Regions from separate parts of the Mus musculus genome. Here all the other regions are linked to region 3. A link is a contact called in public Hi-C and HiChIP or PLAC-seq data. All regions are on one chromosome and are shown on one strand. The core of a region is the stretch at or near the end of the contact, and the rest is flanking DNA. Distances in the headings are between cores, read along the strand shown.

What was found. Hi-C and Micro-C count contacts between places; a contact is called where the count stands out from the background. HiChIP or PLAC-seq counts read pairs in DNA pulled down with a chosen protein or histone mark.
Region 1: a Hi-C map of muscle stem cells shows a contact between it and region 3, with 2.0 times the contacts expected there. The contact joins the enhancer-like site here to the promoter of Tbc1d31 in region 3. A contact is called at or near these places in 1 of 39 promoter capture datasets (cranial neural crest), 1 of 484 Hi-C or Micro-C datasets (muscle stem cells), 3 of 115 datasets of contacts at active chromatin or transcription factors (embryonic limb bud, embryonic stem cells and forebrain) and 1 of 9 other capture datasets (adipose tissue).
Region 2: a contact with region 3 is called in an H3K4me3 HiChIP or PLAC-seq map of neural progenitor cells, with 16 read pairs. The contact joins the enhancer-like site here to the promoter of Tbc1d31 in region 3. A contact is called at or near these places in 14 of 39 promoter capture datasets (the 3T3-L1 cell line, 3T3-L1-derived adipocytes, the C10 cell line and 9 more), 1 of 15 datasets of contacts at CTCF or cohesin (the NIH/3T3 cell line), 6 of 484 Hi-C or Micro-C datasets (B cells, embryonic fibroblasts, muscle stem cells and 3 more), 18 of 115 datasets of contacts at active chromatin or transcription factors (the SCID.adh cell line, T-cell acute lymphoblastic leukemia, acute myeloid leukemia and 10 more) and 3 of 9 other capture datasets (adipose tissue, liver and pancreatic islet).
Region 4: an H3K4me3 HiChIP or PLAC-seq map of neural progenitor cells shows a contact between it and region 3, with 17 read pairs. The contact joins the enhancer-like site here to the promoter of Tbc1d31 in region 3. A contact is called at or near these places in 13 of 39 promoter capture datasets (the 3T3-L1 cell line, 3T3-L1-derived adipocytes, the C10 cell line and 9 more), 6 of 484 Hi-C or Micro-C datasets (B cells, embryonic fibroblasts, myeloid progenitors and 3 more), 15 of 115 datasets of contacts at active chromatin or transcription factors (the NIH/3T3 cell line, embryonic basal ganglia, embryonic forebrain and 8 more) and 3 of 9 other capture datasets (adipose tissue, embryonic stem cells and liver).

Annotation. Positions count from the first base shown.
Region 1 is chr15:57,566,147-57,569,813 of GRCm38.p6, reverse strand. No RefSeq gene overlaps it. Among named protein-coding and RNA genes, the nearest start is that of Gm35771, 11 kb to the left of the region's middle. Within about 2 kb of position 1,618, at least 53 of the 459 cell types and tissues checked have an H3K27ac peak or open chromatin away from gene starts, as enhancers often do. A contact at or near this core is called in muscle stem cells, where this site is marked.
Region 2 is chr15:57,614,928-57,618,482 of GRCm38.p6, reverse strand. The region is part of intron 1 of Gm35682 (a long non-coding RNA gene); the gene reads left to right. Among named protein-coding and RNA genes, the nearest start is that of Gm35771, 38 kb to the right of the region's middle. Within about 2 kb of position 1,467, at least 22 of the 459 cell types and tissues checked have an H3K27ac peak or open chromatin away from gene starts, as enhancers often do. A contact at or near this core is called in neural progenitor cells, where this site is marked.
Region 3 is chr15:57,910,187-57,913,981 of GRCm38.p6, reverse strand. It overlaps Tbc1d31 (TBC1 domain family, member 31), which reads right to left and starts at 1,783. Exons shown (of 21, transcript NM_001081396.2): 1 at 1,591-1,783. The coding sequence starts at 1,667.
Region 4 is chr15:57,588,023-57,591,448 of GRCm38.p6, reverse strand. All of the region lies in intron 3 of Gm35682 (a long non-coding RNA gene), which reads left to right. It overlaps Gm35771 (a long non-coding RNA gene), which reads right to left. Exons shown (of 5, transcript XR_384110.4): 2 at 2,668-2,749; 3 at 832-904; 4 at 1-105. Among named protein-coding and RNA genes, the nearest start is that of Gm35771, 11 kb to the right of the region's middle. Within about 2 kb of position 1,343, at least 46 of the 459 cell types and tissues checked have an H3K27ac peak or open chromatin away from gene starts, as enhancers often do. A contact at or near this core is called in embryonic limb bud, forebrain, neural progenitor cells and 1 more, where this site is marked.

The sequences.
Region 1 (3,667 bases), core at 369-2,868, 340 kb after region 3:
CATTCTCCATCCCCCATCATTTCTAGCCAGGAGACTTAAGCTTTTGCCCTGCATCTGGACCCCCAAATTTCCACACGCCAATGTCATTATCCAAGGGATACTTTATGCTCTGTATTAATAGAAAAAGAGTCATTACCACTTGGCATTATGGACACAAGACAAGTCCTTGCTTTTACCTGCTGATTAACATGTTGGGGAAGGAACTGGATCCCATTGGAGGGAAGAGCCTGGAAGTAACTAGGGTCTGGATGTGGACTCAGGGCCCTATTCAGGTGGAGTTTAGAAGCAAGTGAACCTTTAGGGCCAATAGTTACAACAATGAAACAAAGAAACATGCACTTGATCACTGAGAGAAAAACGAAGGCCACATTCTTAGCTCTAAAATAAACCATTTATGATACCTGGAGTAATTTATACTTATTTATTGAAGGTTCTGAATCTTTCAATACAGTGAGAAATCATTCGATGATCTATTAGTGATGTCTGTTACTATTAGTGATGTTGGATATAAGTACAGGGCCAGTGCTCTGTGTGCTGGGTTTGATGCTCTTTTCCCAATCTACCATTCTAAAGGTTATCTCCCTTTCGCCCTCTGTACTTTCTACTTTCTCTCTTTTCTCCTCAAATTGGTGCTATAATTTAAAGAAAAGAGGAAATAAATGCATCTGCTTCTACATACATAACCCTGGTGCACAGAGCTACTGTAGACTTGTAGTGCAGAGTCTGCTGTGGCTCCAGAGCTCTGGCTTAAGGTCCGTTGGGGGCCACGTGTCAGCCATGATCCACTTCCAGCTCTTCCCTGGACACTCCCATTTTTTCCTGTTGTTTGCTTCGTTTCTCCCTATCCCCTTGGTTGGTGTCGTGCACATTTTTGAAGATCCTGGCGGCCCACCTTCCCCACAAAGCCCCTACCCCACCCCCCTTAGCTGGACGCATTTTGAGTAACAAAAATAGTGATTTTTTTTTAAAAATTCCTTTCTTGGCTTTTAGAATTGCTCATTTGAATATAGCCAAAGAAGGCTTTTGGGTAAGTCTGTGCTTAAGAGTGAGGAAGTGAGATTCACCTAGTCTATTCTAGCAAAGATGGGAATACATTTAAACATCGATACTTATTTTGTTCTCCGGGGGTTGTCACCCTCCTGTGTGCATCTCTTATAACCTTTCTGGCCACTTTTGTTTCTGTTTGGTTGGGCAGTAATCCCACTGGCTCCAGAGTTTCTGCAGTAAGTTAGTTTAGTTTATGCAAGTGCATATAACAGTACCTAGTGCAGAGTATGTGCTCATTGAATATTGCTTATTGTTTTAAGGTGGTTATAATCTTTGCATCATCAGGATAGTAGCATTTCTCTTCCTTGACTCCATGCCCAGACTACTGCCTCAGGGGAGGCCTGCATCTGCTGTTCAATAAAATGGACTGAGAAGTGAGCCTTCTGACTCTTGGTCTGATTCTCGGCATATGAAATGAGGATTGGTCATGGCTTTGTTCAGTCCGAGAACATTCACTCTTTTCCCATCTGCTTGCAGGAATTTGAACTCAACCGGCATAGCTCACATTTCCCAGCCCTGGCTGGGGGAAGAGCTTGACTCTTAACAGTTTTGACAGGGCCAGCTCATCATGACTCAGAAACAGGCTTCTCTGGCAGAGTGAGTGATATAACTTTGCTGAAAGGCAAGAGAAAGCCCGAACAGCTGCAGCCTGGGTCCTCCCAGTGTTCGTGTCTTGGCCTGTTCCAGCATGTGCCAGATGCTCAATAACTGAAGACTATGTTGAAGAAATAGAGTTGTCCAGGAATTTGCTCCTGGGAGACAGCATGTTAGCATGCCAGGTCCTTGGTTACTAATACTATATAAATATAGAGCCCAAACTTGTACATGGAAGCCTCCATCTGATCGGGGGTGTGCTCCATACACTTTTTACATTTATGCTTTTGGATTCCTTGCTTCTCTTTTGACTTTTCAAATTGCTGGACAAGATAGAGTCCTGGACTTACCATTCTCTCTGACCATTTGGGATCCATCTTGTAAAACCACATATTAGCTTTTCTCATCTTCCACCCTGGCATTCAGGGCTTCAGTTTGTATCCTCTGATCCCCAGTCATCTTTTTGAACTCCCAAAACTTTGAGGTACTCTTGATTTAGTCATCTTCCCTTCAGCAGCTTTAAAACTGGGCTGTTATGTTTCCCTGTCTCCCTCCCTCCCTGCAAAGCGAGCTGCGGGCACCTAGGATCTGTGTCATTTGCTCAGGTTGTAACTGAAGGCCTGCTCCAAAAGATATGCAGCATGTGGATGAATGAAAAAAATGAGCTGATGATCGAGTGAATGTGAAATCAAGGATAGGCGGCCATTTCTGTTGATCTCAAATTTAATGAGCTTACTCAAGCATGAGAGGGGGAGGAGGTTTCAAACACTGCTATCCAGTAGCCCTTTACTGAGAGTGGAATTATCTCTATGTTTGGAACAGATAAAGCTGTTCTTTACCGGTGATGAGGACAGAGTATCTGTGTCACTCTGCCCTTCTTCCTTTTGGGGATGTTGAGGCTCCTCCGCAGAATTTGAGAACTATTGTCCTTAAAAAGACAGTACCATTCTGAAAAGAATTGAGAAGGCAGATAATGGCATAGCTGGGTCTCAATTCCCTTGCTGTGGGCAGCTGGTAGCCTTTGTTGCATATGTACACTGGGCTAATTGGCCTATTGTCTTGTTACAGCAAGCTTTCATCACCAAGGTGATTATATGTGGTACACACACGCTCCGTTTTATTTTGGAGAGGAGGCGATGGAAGCTTAGAGAGTTAGGTAACTTAGCAAAGGTCCTGTGACTATGGAGTCAATCCTTGGGTTACCAGCTGAGCCCAGAGCAGTTGCACAGAACCCAGCAATAGAAGTCTGCTAATAGGAGTAGCTGCCATCCACAGTGGGTTGTGATGCTGCCTGCACTAAGACTGTCCCAGGTGTTAATAGTTAATGGTTGATTCAACCTTCATAACACCCTAGAGACTAGGACTATGGCATCTGTACCATCTTGGTTCTATGTCATCCTTCGTAGGATAACCAAACCACTTGCTGTCAATAAGAGGGTCAAATAAGGAAATCAACCAACCAACCAACCAACCAACCACCACCAACAAACCCAAAAAACAACAACCCCCCCAAAACCCCAAAACATCACTACCACCACCACAACAACAACAACGAACCTGGTCTAATGTTTCTCTTTTTAAAAGTTACTTAGGGCTAATGATCATGTGTAAACTGGGCTTCCTCAGCAGGATAAAATAAGTGGAGCAATTGTTTTGGAACAGAAGGTGGACTGCTCCCTGTCAAGCTGAGTATATCAAAGGGCCTATCCCTGTGTCATAGAAATTGCCTATGAACATTTATCTAGATCAATGGTTCTCAACCTTCCTAATGCTGTGATCCTTCAATACAGATCCTCAGGTGCTGGTGATGCCCAACCATAACATTACTTCATTGGTACTTTGTAACTGTAGTTTTGCTACAATTAGGAATCCTAATGTGCAGATATGAAGTGTCTGGATATCTGTGGTAAAGTTACATCACCTTTCTGGGCCTCATTTTCTCCCTGGGGATGGCTGTTGAGTAGATGAGGCTAGACCATAACTCTAACAAAGTTACCTGATGTCACTGATCTAGCTTCCAAGACAA
Region 2 (3,555 bases), core at 218-2,717, 300 kb after region 3:
ATAAAAAAAAAAAAAAGACAAAACAGATTTGGATAGTCTTCAGGAATGTCCAGCTGGTATACCTCTTGACTGAGATGCTTCTAGTGGTAATATCTACTTGTAATTCAATGTTAATTTTTTAAAAGACCTATTTATTTTATATATGTGAGTAGACTGTCACTGTCTTCAGACACACCAGAAACATCAGATCCTATTATAGATAATTATGAGCCACCATCTAGTTGCTGGGAATTGAACTCTGGACCTCTGGAAGAGCAGTCAGTGCTCTTAGCCACTGAGACATCTCTCCAGCCCTCAATATTCTTTTTAATATCATCCATCCTCTTAGGTCATGTACAGTTTGTTTCTGCTTCTTCTTTCCTATGCATACTTCAGCCACTGCCTAATACTGGACCAACCCCAGGTCTTCATAACTTACTCAAAGTGACACCATCAATGCCTAGAATGTCACAAAGTAACTACACAGTAGCCTTCTATTTTAGTGAAATCTACTTCATCTGCCATTGGAAGAGTCACCCACACTTTGTTAGAAGTTTCCTTATGTCTGAGATACCACTTGATACTTATTTTACTTCTAAATATAACTACCCCTTTTCTACCCTTTCCAAGATCCTTTGTGTTCTATCCTCCAATCACTGGATGGCCATCCCACAATCCCTCTGTCAGGAGTGCTGCACTTTAGAACTTGAAGCACAGTAGGATCCAGTCCGGCCATCAAATACTCCCTCTGGCTTCTGTTATTTTACGTGTATTACTGCTATGTGTATGGGTGTTTTGTCAGGATGTAACCATGTGTGTGTGTCTTGGTTATTGTGGAGGCCAGAAGAGGACTTTGGATCCCCTGGAACTGGAGTTCCAGATAGTTGTGACCCTCATGTGAGTGGTAGAAATTGAACTCAGGTCGTCTTACTGAACTCAGCTCAGTAAGAGTGCTCTTAAGCACTGAGCCACCTCTCTAGCTCTCTAGCTCCGGCAATTAACTTTTAAGCTAAAGCTGTCAGAGATCATGTTTTCTGAGCAGAAATCCTGTTTGCAAATTAAATCAAGAGGGAAACACAGAATAGAAAGATGGTTACAGTTTGAATATGGAATGCCCCCAGCAGGCTCATGTATCAGGGCTTGGCTGCCAGTTAATGAGTCCTGGCTCAGTGCTCAGCCAGATAGAAAGTGCTCCTCCCCTAGCTGGCCACAGTCAGACTGCAAGCATCCTGTGTCAGCCAAGCGGAGCACATCTACACTTGGATTTAGCCTTCTGCCTCCTTTGTCATCTCTGGCTTCAGCTGCAGGTTCAGGCTTCTGGTCACAGTCTCAACGGGCTTTTGTAACCAGGCCTCTGATGCACTTGGAGACTCATTTCCTGTAGTTGAATGCTCTGATCAGCCTGAATTGATGCCGCTGTCTCCTTCTTGCACTCGCTGGCTTTTGCTCACGTTGATCCTTTATGTGGAACCACAGTTCACACCCTTCTCCTGGCATCCTCCGCCTTTTGTTCTTCAGCTTTTATCTAAGGTGTGTCTTCCCCCGCCTACAGTGGATGGCTATAGCGTTGCTTCCAGCAGACGTGCCGGGTCTTGTGAGTGCTCTACCTTCGGCCATGCCTCTGTGGATCAAGTCTGAAAGTTCCTGTCTGCCTTTCCCAGCTAAGTTCTAGGGACAGGATCTAATTCTGCCCCCAAGGAATAGTATGGGAAACATGCAGAAGGATTCTTAAGGAAGCTTTTCTCCATGACAGCAAAGGAGTGGTCCTTTTTGTTTCTGTAGTGGAATGTAGCTCCACAAGGATGTGATGTTTGGTCCTTCAGCAGCTTGTGTGCCTCAAGAGGAGAAGGTCAAGGGGGAAACACACACCACACACACACACGAAAGAGAGAGAGAGAGAGAGAGAGAGAGAGAGAGAGAGAGAGAGAGAGAGAGAGACTCTTCCTAAGTATAGAAACCTGGGTCGTTTCCAGATTTCTAGGCACTGAAGTTAAAGTAACCCCTCCTTGATGCTTATCTTGCATTTGGACAAGGTATTCTGTCTTATGCAGGTGAAATATTGTAAATAACTCAGCACATCTTGTTCATGTTGCCTAACTGTTTTTCCCCCTTTTATTGTTTGTAAGTTATTTATGGATAGAGGTTGCTTTTTTAAAAAACTTTTATTCTTCTATTATATATTATTACATCATCCCAACAGCAGCTTCTCCTCTTCCCACTCCTCCCAGTCACTTTCTCTTTCCCACAGATCAACTACTCTTCAGTTTCCATTAAGGGGGACAAAAAGAGGAGACCTTTCAGGGATAACCACTGAATAGGACATAGCAAGATACAGCAAGATTAGGCACAAACCTTCATATCAAGGCTGGACAAGGCAACCCTGCAGGAGGAAAAGGGTCCCTAGTGCAGGCAACAGAGTCAGAGATAGCCCCTGTTCACGCTGTTGGGAGTCCCACAAGAACACTAAGCTACACAACCACAGCATATATGCAAAGGGCCTAGGTCAAAACCATACTGGGTCCATGAGTTTGCTCCTTTAGTCTATGTGAGTCCCTATGAACCCTGGTTAGTTGATTCTGTGGGCCTTGTTCTTGGCCATGGTGTCCTCAACCCCTTTCATTCCTAAAATCCTTCCTCTTTTTCTGCGGGATTCTCCTGGCTCCGCCAATGTTTGACTGTGGGTCATGCAGACTACTTCTGTTCCCATCACTTGCTGGATAACTTCCTTCTGATGACAACTGGGCTAGGCACTGTTCTAGGAGCATAGCAAAGAATCATTATTAGGACTCATCATTTCGTTGACTTCTTTTTGCCAGTCATATTTGGTTCTATTCTATGTCTCCAGGCTGTTCTGACTCTGGATCCTGGCTCTCCAGGCAGTGTTAGGCAAGGGCTCCTTCTCCGCAGTGTTTGCAGTAGGGTCAGAATTCATCACGCAACCTTTCATATTAATTTTCCCACTAAGAGCTACCTACAGTCAAGGCTAGGCCTCCAATATCTGCCCCATTTAGGAGATAGACTTGAGGGTTATGGAGTGGGGAACTGCACATGGGTCTTGATAAGAAGCCTCCTGGTAGGGGAACAAATGTTCTATCATAGTAACATGGTTAATCAGAGATTACCCTACAAAGCCTAATGTACATGTCAGATCACATTATGGTATATTGGTTAAGGAAGGAAAGGAAATGATGGCATGCTTGTAGACCTCCCCTATCCTGCAGAGAATCTTTCTTGTCCTGCAGCGGCTTTGAGGTACATTTTCCAAGAGCCCTCAGTTGACTTAATGGCTACTGACCATACTAGCTGCTTCTGTGACTTCAGACCTACTGAATACCTTTGCGTTCCTTGGTCCTTTCCTCTGCTGAAGACCATTAATCTCTTTTAAGATTCCATACTTATGCAAGTGCTCAGAGCCCTGGCTGAAAATGATGCCATGGACTGAAGAGGCCAGGCTGCTTTGGAGACTCCACCGGTGGTCTTGGTGACAGAATCACATGCACTTAGTTGTATGGTTTGTTGCACAAGTCGCACCGGTGGGAGCCCATGTAATCTACAAAGCCCCTCTAAACCAGTACT
Region 3 (3,795 bases), core at 534-3,033:
AAAAATCTTACGCTGTTCATCTTTATGGAGTTTCATGGTGTTGAAAGACAAAAATTAATCTTTGCATCGTGGCCCACATCTGGAACCCCAGTGACGGGGCGTTGGAAACATAGACAGTTCCCTGGAGCTAAAGAGATGAGCACTAAGTTCAGTCAGAGTCTATGTCTCAAAAACTAAGGTGAAGAGCACTTAAGGAAGATGCCGATGCTAATCTCTGGGCTTTACAAGCATACCTGCATATACACACATCAACACATACATACATACATACATACATACACATACACATGCACACACACATACACATGCACATGCACACACACACACACACATACATACACACATCAACACACACATGCATACACACACACATATATACATACATACACACATCAACACACACACACACACGTTTTTTATTCTCCTGATATAACTGTCATCCTGGAGGCTTACTGCCTTTTGTTTCTTAACCTAGGCCTAGTCCCCAAAGCTTCTAGCCTCCGGACAACCTAATCTAAACCTAGAATGTTCTCAACCTCTGAGACTTACTGCTGAGTAAGCTCACCCTTTTTAGTTCTTTCTGAGCTCTGCTGGCTGGTTCAACTTAGCTGTCCTGGCTCAAAACTGCTTTCCGAGCTGAAAGGAAAACGCCGAAGAATCTCCACTATTGACAAGATTGTTTATTCAATAGGTCAACGGGTGAATAGCACTGATAAAGGGTGGACAGCCACCAGAAACCACAGTGGCTGGCTGGCTAGTCAAATAAGTGGCTGATCCACTTATAACTGCTTTCAGCTTACAAAAACACTTAGTCTGATTTCTAGGGAAGCAACTAAAAGATAAATAGAAAAGTCTCTTGAGAAACAAACCTCGAGGTATGAACCCAAGTGATACTATGCAGTCCACGCAAACGTAGGTAATCAGAAACACCAAGATCGCTTAGGCAGGCACCATGGGAACCAAAACAAATGGGGGAGGGGGCAAAGACTCCCACTGACGTCACACAAGAGGCTGCGTGTTAAACCCGCTACTCCAAACAGAATAAAAGGAAGCACAGGCGGGTAAAAGTCCCCGCACCAATGACAGGCCCTGCAACACTCACTGCAGAACTTAAGTTTGTTCCAGCGTTGTTCCATAGTGAAAAGCGTGCTTGGCCCACACTAGGCTCTCAACATTACAGGTGTGCAATGTAATGAATGACTTAAGGATGGAGAGCATCGGCTTTTGGAAAGGTAGATGTGCATTGCTTTCTTTGCTCCCATCACCTCCTGGAGTTTTTTTTCCCCCCAACTGGAATAGACATTAATAAATCAAAGCAGGTGGAGTCCTGGCACTCAGCTGAACTGCAAATTCTTTTGCACAAGTCGTAGAGCCTTCTCCTGCCTGCCTCTCACCGTGACCAGGGACCAGATTCTGGGACAACTGCAATCTACGGTTTCCGGAGCTACTTGCTCCTCCTGAGGTCCCAACCCAGGGATGCAGCGCACGGCCAGAGTCAGAATCCCCGGGCCAGCATTCCTCCTCCACGCTTCCCACTTCAGTCTCCCGCAGACCCGCCCCCTCGTCGGTCTCCACAGCCCGCGGCCTCACCCGTCGTGAGTGGCTGGCGATGGCTTGCGGTGCCATATCTTGCCGCTCTCCTTGTTGCCCAGGTCAGTGCTCTGCATGTCGAACCCCGACCCCTACCCCGACTCCGATCCGCGGCTGACCCGGTGAGGGTAACCGTCCCGAGAGCTACCCAGCAGTCCCCGCGCGCCCAACCCGGGAAATTCGAGCGGCCGCCGCGGGGTCTCCGCCCCCAAGGACTGTGCCAATCACGCGGGGGACGCCCCTTCTAGTTACAACCAATCAGGACGGGGATCCGCCCACCTCCGCTCTTGTGGTCCCTCCACTCTGGACAATGGAAACAACCAACGGCTTCTCTCTAGACTCCACCCCTTTTCTGAGGCTTCTAATTCTGCGACCCAAAGGCTTCAGGGAGTTGTAGTTTTCTGAAAACCAAGTCTGGGACTTCAATTCTCTGACACCTATAGGCTCAAACAGACACCAAAAGTGTTTTTCTCCTGAGAGCTTGCTGCCTCCTGCATTTCGTTCTCTATTGCGTTTAGAATAAGAGATTTATAGAAATAACAAAGATGCAAAAGACAAGTTCGTTGAGAAATGGAGGAGTTCCTTTCCTAGAACTTACAGGCACGGCAGAACTCCACAGACCTAAATGAATTCCGCTTTGTTTGGTTTGTTTTTGTTTATTTTTTGCCATACTCATCACGCTTTAATTGCGTAAATTTACAAGATGCTCCCACATTATGGTTTGCAACCCACTCCTCATAATCTAGAAAAGTAAAAAAACGTCAAGAACCAGCTGCACTGGCATCGGAAATCTTTTTCACTTAGCAAAATTCACTCAGTGTTTCTTTAGTGCTTACTACGTGTGGCTGTCCCGCGTGCTTAACAGGCCAACGCACTTAATTCACAGAGAAGCAATTTAGATAATACTTTTAACTCCACTTCAGTGATGTATGAAGTTGCAAGTCGATTTCTAATGAAATCGGTCCACGTTTGGCGTATAAAACAGAAATAATGCCAGGTAGTAGTGGCACACGTCTTCAATCCCAGTACTTGGGAGGCAGAAGCAGGCAGATCTTATGAGGTCAGGCTAGCCTGGTCTACAGAACTAGTTCCAGGATTGCCAGAGTTACACAAAGAAACCCTGTTTCGAAAAACCAAAAACCAAATGAAAAGACCAGAAATGTATTCTCTCAACATTCCGTGTCAACAGAGTCTGGCAACAAAGATTTTCTTCTTTGTCTGGGATAGCCACCTTTTGTTTGTTGCAAATATCTCTTTACTTTTCTCATATATGAAAATAAATGAAAAATCTTAAAGTAAAAATTAAATGAGGTTTTCAAAAGAGAGTGTAAATATTTTTAAGGGAACACGACTTGAGTTCACCACACTGCTAGGAAAGGACCTTTCTCTCCTGATCGGTTTTGAGCTGTAGTCATCTGATGTGTGTATGACTCCTGAGACTTAAGGTGTGTATCCAGACATAGTCAGGCTCTGCCAAAGACTTATCCGATGTGTATGTATGTCTTTCCTTCTTGTTGTTAATGAGGCATGTAATGGTACTTGGTTTATTTATTTATTTATTTGTAATGACACTTGTAACATAGCCTCTGCCCTTTGTCAGCTTCAGTAAGCTTCTTACAACTGCTCCCTCATTAACATAGATCAGCCGCACTTCTGACCCACACCTGCTTCTGTCTCCTGTTCCCTTTGGGGCACTCATGCAAGGCTATTTGAGTCGGTATCTCACAAGGTTCTCTCTAAGTCTCAGAGCTTGACTTGCCATTTACTATGGACAGTTACAGTTGGATTTAGGGTTCACAAGAATAGTCCAGAATGATATTCTTAGATGAAACTCAACTTAAAAAAAAAGATTTATTTATTATTATATGTAAGTACACTGTAGCTGTCTTTTAGACACACCAGAAGAGGGCATCAGATCTCATTACGGATGGTTATGAGCCACCTTGTGGTTGTTGGGATTTGAACTCGGGACTTTTGGAAGAGTAGTTAGTGCTCTTAGCTGCTGAGCCATCTCACCAGCCGGAAACTCCTTAACTTACATCTTCAAAGATTGGTGCATGTGCGCACGTGTGTGTGCGTGTCTGTCTGTCTGTCTGTCTATGTATATGTTTGCTAGGCTTCACGCATACTTCGAGTAGTATGTAGACATATATGAGGGGAGAGGGGAAAGAATTTGATTTGCCACAGATAGGTGCTACTATTATC
Region 4 (3,426 bases), core at 94-2,593, 320 kb after region 3:
AGAAATTCAGCCACATTGTCGTTCCTGAACAATTGGGGTGAAACAGTGGAGGGTGGTGGCATCACTCCGTCACGTGTTCTGGCAGAATGCTTGGTGCTTGACAATCTAAGAACAGAGGAAGAGAGGTACGGGGCCCAGTAACTCCCAGCTGACCCTTAGACTGTAATGAATTTAACGGTGCTCTCCAATGTCTAAGCTCTAAGCCCCTAATCCTGTGACATTATGTGGGATCAGGGGCTGTATGGGTGTAAATGAACATTTGTTTCTAAAGGAAATCAACACGAGTTTAGGCATGGCCTGTAGCCAATGGGCGAGATTTTTATAATAGAAGCAGGACCAAAAGGTTGGTGGCTCAGAAGCCAGGGAGACGACTCTGTGAAGAGGGTGCAGGCTCTGGAATGATGCTGTGCCAAGCCTGCCAAGCCAGGAGCTTTCCCAAGGCGGAAGAGGCAAGAAAGGAATATTCTCCAGGGCCTAGAAGGCAGTGCAGTGCTGCTGATACTGCTGACTTTTGGCTTCCAGAATAGTGAGAGAACACAACTTTGTTATTTTAAGCCACAGTTTTTGATAACTTGTTATGACAGCCTAGGAGTTTAATTCCGTGGAGGAGGTCTGGAGCCTGCACTAGCTGCTGGATTAGCAGGGACCTGGATGAAGACAGGCTTTGGCTGGGTGCCAGCTTGTTTCCCACAAATGATAGGAAGGGTCTCTCTGGGTTCCAGGACTGTACGGATGCATCTGTCTCTCAGGAAAGATTCTCCTTGCCCCTTGGGAGGTCACGCATCTGAGGTCTTGTCACCAGCCACCAGTAGATGAAAGCTGTCCTCTTACCTTGGCAGGAGAAACCCAGAGAGACTGGGCACTTAGCTTCTAGCAACACAGCTTGAAGGAGGGTTCCATTAAACTGGAAAAACAAGAGAGGCTTTAGTTAGTAAGTTCCTGCTCATTCCTGCTATCTGGAGGAACAAGGGTTCCGAAAAATTTTAGATCAGATATATAAGACAAGAGTGACCTTTTGGTTATAATTTATCCCACTTCATCATCTTAGCACCCTTCACGTGGCAGTGAGATGCAAAAGGCATTTTGTTTGGAGCCATGCTACGGTTTCCAGCCTGTGAAGAAAGCATCGTCAGGTGCCAAGGATGTCCTGTGTGTGATTAATTGCTAGGCTGTGCCAGCTTGCCAGGGTGAAAGGGAAGATGCAGACTGGCAGTGTCAGGTGGACTGGGACTTAGGTAAATTACATAACTGTCCTTTGCATTCTAATCTGTTCAGCTCCCACCTGCTATTCTGCTGAAGGGACAAGTGAGATCCACGGTTCAGGATGCTGCAGTGTGCAAAATGCTAATTGGGTTCTGTAGACAGTAAAGTGGCACAGAGGGTGTGCCTCTCCGGAGGAGAAAGGAGGGGAGGGGGCCTCTCAGACTTGGAGGTAGGAAGAGTCTAGCTGACTGAGCGGGGGGGGGGGGCGCCCTCCCCCCCCCCCCCAAGTGCACATTTCTCCTCCTGGTCCTCTTTACTGATTTCTATTATGGCCTTTCTCAGTGAGCAGTGGGAGGACCCCCACAACAGTGGTGTGTGTGTGTGTGTGTGTGTGTGTGTGTGTGTGTGTGTGAGACGGCCATAACAAAGAGGATCAAGGGTTCGTCTATACCGGAAAATGCTATTTTAACAAGTGCTTCCGTCTCTGGAGAAGTACCATTCAGAGTCTCCAGTTAGACACTGGAGATTGGTCCGTGCACAGAGACTCTGAGCTTGACACTCAGCAGATGTTCAGAAGGCTTTGTTAATTGAATTCAGTCTGTGTTATATCCAGCTTGTGGCAGATCTGGGTCTCCAGATCACTGAACTTTGCCTCCCCTCCCCCGCCCCTGGTTTCATGTTGCTGCTAGACTGACTAACCATAGCCTCCAGGAAGGCTGCTTTGGCACTCTTGGAAGTTCTATGTTGCTATGATACAGTCTTGCAAAGAGCAGACTGCTCAGAAGTGAGGCCAAGCACTGTTTAAGTTGGGTGAGTAAAAGGGATGCTGCTTCATGGATCACCGTTGTTAGGTGACCATAATATTCATAACGGAGATGCCTTAATAACGCTTTGTATACACGTATTGTACACAAATTTTAACTTTTAGTGGCTTATGTAGCCTATTGGTATTTGACTATGAAATCATTTTCTCTTTTAATTCACATTTCTGTCTGTCTATAAGTTGCCTATATGAAGAGGGTAAACAGGTAAATATGCCTGTATATATTATTTATCAATATGCCTATATATCTATTCGCTAATAATTTATCATCTGTATATGTATCTATCTGCCTGTGTCCATCACTATATTGACTAAGAACTTGAGCAGAATTTTAAAGTATCTCTTCAGAGTATGTAAAACTCTTGCAATAACCCAGATGTGGGATGGAAGCCATAATCCTAAACACTTGTTATGAGAACTTGTAACTCTCATGTTAGTTATTTTAGAGTTTGCATTTCCCCAATTTATTTGCAGTGTTGTTTTGAAACTCATTACCTGTTCATAATATTGTATCTAGTTTAGTCCATAGGCACAGAGAGCTTAACCTTGTTAGGTCATTGTCTTTACATGGTTCAAGGTGAAAGCTTGAGGTTCTGGAGTTAGATAGAAAAGGCTATTTGGACTGGATGGACCCAACTCACTGTTGACGTCAGGATAGTAGACCCAGAGCAGACAGAGCAGCACATGCCTCCCACGTGGTGTCTCGGTTATGTTTGTAAAGGTCTACAGAGAAAATGCCATAGCATCACATAAAGAAACAAGGAAGAAAAGGGAGTCTGCAGTAGAAACCAGTAGTAAGCTTAGCACACAGTAGGCTGTTGTGTGCATTTTCTAGGGAGATGAGAACAAATGTCTCTTCAGTCCAGTAGGGCACAGGTGACAGACCAAAGACCTGAGATCACCCAGGCTTAGATTAGTGAACCAGTGTATTCATTGAGGTTACATGTAAAAGCATAGGTGACTCAAAGGCAGCGCCATCATGGAAAAGCCTATACTAGCTGGGAGATGACTCATGAGAGCTGCGTCCCTGGTCCTTCACATACAACTTGCAACTTTCAGGTGGTGCAGTGCTCATTTCTGCTTATATGGTGTGTGGAAGAGGAGCCTTGTGACTCTTGTTTCCTGAGACTTGTCAGTTTGGTTTACTTTATAAGAAGCAATGATCCAATCAGACAGAAATAGCTACACAATGTAGGCATTTTAACATTGAGAAAGATTAACACGTTGAGTGTGAGATGAAATGATTAGAAATTTATTGCCTTTTATGTCTGCTATGTATCCTGGTATATATCATTGGGGACAGAAGCATGTATGGGGACAGCAAGTTCTGTTATTAAATTCTGTTCCTTCTTGAAGCCTTGATTTGGTAATCACACTCAGAAAAGCAATTCTAAGCTCCC